Regions from separate parts of the Mus musculus genome. Here region 2 is linked to region 1. The links are chromatin contacts, called in public Hi-C maps. All regions are on one chromosome and are shown on one strand. Each heading gives the region's core, a stretch centred on a gene start, on an enhancer-like site or on the middle of the called end of the contact. The rest is flanking DNA. Distances are from core to core; before and after follow the strand shown.

Region 1 (2,700 bases), core at 63-2,562:
TGACTTGGAACGGGGCGCTAACCCTGTGGGGCTTGGCGTATTTGCTTTGCCAACATCTTATTGTTGTTAGTATACAGGCCATTCCACTGGCCTGTTCTCAGGGACCTAGTTACTTAAGTCATCGCCTGCCACTGCCAGGAGTGCCAGGTGTGTGCTGTGGATAAAAGGGCCCCCAGTCACCCCAGGTCTCTCCCCCTCTCCTCTTCCTCTCCCAGTTGTGCCTTTCTTAGGGGTACATTTTAGTATGGGCCTGCCAAAGGCATCCCTCCCTACACATATCTTTTATCATAACCATTGTCACACACCTGTACTTTGCTTACTCTGTTTCCATACCTAGAACACTCTTCCTCTATCCTTTATACCTATCTGATAGAGGATTTGTAAGCCGTATTCCTCCTTGTATGTGTGTCCACGTGTGTGTGTGTGCAAAAATGTGTGTGTGGTGGTCAGGGGTAAACCTTGAGTGTCCCTCTTCAGGAACTGCCCACTTTTTAAAAAAGCGTTTTGTTTTATGTATTTGTTTCTGAAGGTACGTACATATGTGTATGTAGCTTTGGATCTTCTGATCCCGGAGCTACATTTAGTTGTGAGCTGCCATGTGTGTGGGAGGTGGTGGCACTCAAACCCAGGTCCTCTGGAAGGACAGTCAGTGTTCTTAACTGTTGAGCTGTCTCTCCAGCCCTTCACTTTGTGTTTCTGAGACAGGGTCATTCACTAGCCTGGGACTCACCAGTTAGGCTAGGCCAAGTGGCCAGCAAGCCCAGGGCTCCTCTAGTTACTGCCTCCTCAGCACTGGGGTTACCAGGCCTGGTTTCTTTCTTTTTCTTTCTTTTTCTAAGGTGGGTTCTGGGGTTGAATGGCGAGCACTTGACTGCAGAGTCAGTCACCTCTGCAGCTCTCCGTATTCCTCTTAGGGAAAGACAGGGCCCTCTGTCCTCTGGCTTGGAAGTTAGATAGAAGCAGAATAAAGTCTTTTTTTTTTTTGCTTTTGGTTTTTCGAGACAGGCTGTCTCTGTGTAGCCCTGGCTGTCCTGGAACTCACTCTGTAGACCTGGCTGGCCTAGAACTCAGAAATCTGTCTGCCTCTGCCTCCCAAGTGCTGGGATTAAAGGTGTGCGCTACCACTGCCAGGCTAGAATAAAGTCTTGATTCTGCCGCTGCTACACGACTTTGGTTGTATAGATCATTTTTCATCCTCTGCCTTGATCTCTTTGTGTTTTTTCCAGATCCTTATGTAGACAGAAGTCTAGCACCTCCAGAGCTTAGTACATGCTAACTTGCTCACAGCACCCATCTCCACCCGCTGCCTGGCTAGCTCCTCCTGGCTGTGTCCGGCCTAGGTCCCTGTGCTCACACTACCCACCGCTCAGTAAGCACCCCTGCCTTGAGACCCTAAAACACTAACTAGTTCTTTCTAATGCTTACTGCCGTTATTAGGACATGTTTGTCTTCCCATGTCATCGCCGAGCCAGACGGGTGGGAGTGGACACTGCCTTTACTTCTGTTTCTAATTCTGTCTCTGGGCAGAGGCACAGCTTGAGCAAAAGAAGCGCTGGCTACCCTTCCTGTTTGATTTTAGCATCTGCACAACAGGCTAGCTACACCCACCACAGGATTTCCAACAAGAAGAGATAATTGGTCGCAGGAAAGAAAGGAAGGAAGCTGGAAAGTTCTTCTTTCCCAGCTTTCACGGTGCTGGAGGGGCCCATGTGAGACAGCAGGGGATAGCAGAGCCAGCGTGCTACATGCCAACCTGCCTGGAAGGTGAGCCTCCTGGTGCAATAGTGGGGTACCTGTTATGAGGTCACATAGCTTCCAGATGGGCTTTGAGGCCCGCTCCACAGGAAGGAAATCATGTCAATCACTGTAATTTTGGTTAACCCTTTCCTGACCCCTTCCTCTCCCCCATGCCCACTCCCATCTCCACTTTTCTGTCCCTAGTATTCTCTACTTTATTTTCACATGACACGTCTTCAAGTATTGACCCCCTTACGAACGCCACCACCACCTCGTCACCCCCTTTCTAGGTCTCTGACCTCTACTCCAACGTAAACACACAGATCTCAAAATTAGAAGCTAGAATCCACCCATGAGAGAGAAGACGTGGCCTTTGTCTGTCTTAGCCTGAGGTTACCTTACTTAACAGTTTACAGCTCCATTCATTATCATACAAATGTCATGCTTCCTTACAGCTGAATCATTGTGTATATGGATGTGTTTAGTATCTTTTTAAAAATTATCTAAGTGTAGGACCATGAAAGTCAGACTGTTTTCTGGTTGAGCTAGGTTTAAAACCCCAGTGACCCTGTAGGTGACCCCGCAGGGTCTCGTGCAAGGGATGGTAGGCGTTTTTTTGCTATGATACTAGACACCAGGCTCCTGACACGAGGCTGTAGCTCTCCACTCCATAGGTCTGTGGCCATCAATCACGCAAGGGCAGCGCCTCAAGCCGGTCTACAGGTAGAGGACTTGACCACAGATCCCGTAGCCACAAGACAGATCTCCATTTTAATGAGGTACCTAAAGACCTGGAGGCGTAGCCAATAAACTCTCCTTCCCAGACACTCCTCCCTGCAAAAGGTATTTAACCTCAGGCCTGCCCTGAGAAAATGGGGTTCATTTTTTACTTATCAACTCCCCCCCCCCATGACAATAATGTCTTAAAACTATGGACTGTCTCTTCTCATGGAGATCTGAAGC
Region 2 (2,700 bases), core at 171-2,670, 140 kb after region 1:
GAAAGCAGAGGCCAGCCTGGTCTACAGACTGAGTTCCAGGACAACCAGGGCTATATACAGAGAAACCCTATTGGGTATTTTTGTGGAGGGGTGGCTTCAACAAAATCAAGCTACCTTAGGCTAGAGAGATATGGCTCTGAGGTTAAGAGTACAGACTGCTCTTGCACAGGACAGATACCAGCATTCACATGTGGCCCACAACTACCTGTAACTTCAGTTCCAGGGCATCCAATGCCCTCTTCTGGCTTCCATGGGCACCAGGCACACACATGGTATACATACATGTAGACAATATACACATAAAAAGTAAATCATTTTAATTGGGCCATCTACACTGCTAAAGCAGTTTCTTCTTGTGGTAGGGGAGGGGCCCTTTCACCTTAGCTGAGCCATCTCAGGAACTGTCTCCACATTCATAAGCAGCAGAACAGAGATGTTATCAATACACCTGGCCTCAGTAAAGGTGGCCCAGATGCAGCTGGCAACGACGAGATCCCGCTAAGACTACAGTCATGCCATTACAGCTTCCCGGGGTCCCCAAGTGATTAAAACAAACCACAGCTCACGTCCATAGCACATCCTTTTGAAAACAAAGAGGAGAAATGACCAACGGGAATCATGTGTCCCTTCCTCTTTCCAAGGGCACAGCACCCAGAATAGCTTCCTGATGACACAGCAGGCTGAAACCTTTGAAAGCACTAAATTTTCTGGAAGGAAACAACAGGGGAAAAACAAGTCTGATGCTGTCTTTAACTCTTAGACCTTAACAAGGCACAGGGCCACAATAAAACTGACGTGCAGCTTCTGTTTCGGGCCCTTTCCTCTTGGAGCCTCTGTGGACTAAGCGCCTGTCCATGCTGCACGTGTGTCTGCTCCCACTTACTGATGCTAGTGTTGTAAGTGCTCGCATACATTCTTAAATTGCTTCCTTCTGAAGGGGGGGGGCTTCTATAGGATAGCTTTCGTGCTAGTTTTTTTTTTTTTTTTTAAGAATTCTAAAAAGAGCTGGGCGTTGGTGGCGCACGCCTTTAGTCCCAGCACTTGGAAAAAATTCTAGAAAGATAAGCTAACACCATTCTGCATCTGTAAGCTTGTTTTATTTGAGAGTCTCATCAACATTTCTCCCTTTGTGGTACAGATGGTGAAACCATCATGTAATCTGGTTATGTTACTATGTGACAATGTAAAATTAGTAACAGGGCCAAGAAAAGAACCTTTGTTATCAAGGCACAAGCAGTTTAACCACTGAATGACAGCACCACTAATCTGGTAGCTATTTTGGTCACCAGCCTGGGAAACTTGCACTTTGTTTTTAACAAAACATTCTGGCATGAATCCCAAACTTGTGAATGGAACACTGGGTAGTTCAGTGCTACAAATGAACATAAAGAACACCAAGATGGGATGCAGTCTCCTGAGAGATAATATATTTAGCTGCACCCTGCTTGTTGGGTGGGGCAGCCAGGCACAGGATAGTGTGAGGGAGACAGCAGGTTCAGAGCTGGAGCTCAGCGCCGAGGGCTGAGCTGAGTGTCAAGGTGCATGGGTGACAAGAGACTGCTTCAAGGAAATGGGGGTGGGGTGGGGGGCACAAGAGTACACACAATGACTCTATCTTTAGAACCCTGTAATGGGCAAGGGACATGGCTCAGCAGGTGAGGGTACTGGCTACATCTAATGATCTGAGTTCCATCCCTAGGACCCACATGGTGGAAGGACAGATCTGAGTCCTGAAAGTTGCCCACTGATCTTCACATACATGTACATAAATAAATAAATATCATTTTTTAAAAAATGTTTAATCCAAGAAGAAATTCAGGTACAGAAACTGAAAGAATGGTCGCAGACTCAGGACAATGCTTCCTGTGGCATCATAAGATAATACCATGCAAATCAAGAAGCGACGGTGGTCAACAGCACTGCATTTATTAACCAAGGGAGAAATGGGTCTTCAATTAGATAACATGGATGCCATTTTCTTCTTTGTTTTTTTGAGATAAGTCTCTCTGTGCAGCTCTGGCTGTCCTGGAACTCACTCTGTAGACCAGGCTGGCCAGGAACTCACAGAGATCATACTGCCTCTGCCTCCCGAGTGTTGGGATTAAAGGGATGGCATTTTCTTAAAAAGCATTGCAAGATCTCCAGTGGTAAGGAAGATAATAAGATTTCACTGAATCAAGTTATCTTCAAAATTTCAATGTTCTTAATTATATATATCACAGGACAATATGCAACAGGGAAACAATTTATTAATCACTTTAAATTTTTATTAATTAATTTTGTACGTTTGTGCACACATACATGCTATGGTGTCTATGTGGCAGTCAGAGACAATTAGCAGTTAGTTCTCTTCTTCTGTCAAGTGTGTCTGAGGAAAATGGACTCAGGTTGTTAGGTGTGGAGACACATGCCTTTACCTGCCGAGCACCTCACTGGTTACATGTCACAAGCTATGTAAGACAAATTTATACTCTGCCTTATTTACTGTTCTATAGCTCTTCTTTATAACTACTACCCTTATTTATACAGATGAGACTATGACTTGGCTGATAAAAATGGTTCCTAGTGGCCAGAGAGATGGTTCAGTTGTTAAGAGTACTGGCTCTCTTCCAGTGGACATGGGTTTAATTCTAGCACCCAGTTACAAGCATCTGTTAACTAGTCCTGGGGATCTGATACCCTCCTCTGGTCTCTGCGGCA

The links. Hi-C and Micro-C count contacts between places; a contact is called where the count stands out from the background.
Region 2: a contact with region 1 is called in a Hi-C map of cerebral cortex, with 1.9 times the contacts expected there. The contact joins two enhancer-like sites. A contact is called at or near these places in 2 of 484 Hi-C or Micro-C datasets (the G1E-ER4 cell line and cerebral cortex), 5 of 115 datasets of contacts at active chromatin or transcription factors (the SCID.adh cell line, double positive thymocytes, embryonic stem cells and 2 more) and 1 of 9 other capture datasets (embryonic stem cells).

The regions. Positions count from the first base shown.
Region 1 is chr16:32,709,314-32,712,013 of GRCm38.p6, forward strand. No RefSeq gene overlaps it. Among named protein-coding and RNA genes, the nearest start is that of Gm34766, 12 kb to the left of the region's middle. Within about 2 kb of position 1,313, at least 12 of the 459 cell types and tissues checked have an H3K27ac peak or open chromatin away from gene starts, as enhancers often do. A contact at or near this core is called in cerebral cortex, where this site is marked.
Region 2 is chr16:32,852,996-32,855,695 of GRCm38.p6, forward strand. All of the region lies in intron 2 of Rubcn (RUN domain and cysteine-rich domain containing, Beclin 1-interacting protein), which reads right to left. Among named protein-coding and RNA genes, the nearest start is that of Rubcn, 14 kb to the right of the region's middle. RefSeq lists an enhancer at 1-2,700. Within about 2 kb of position 1,421, at least 64 of the 459 cell types and tissues checked have an H3K27ac peak or open chromatin away from gene starts, as enhancers often do. A contact at or near this core is called in cerebral cortex, where this site is marked.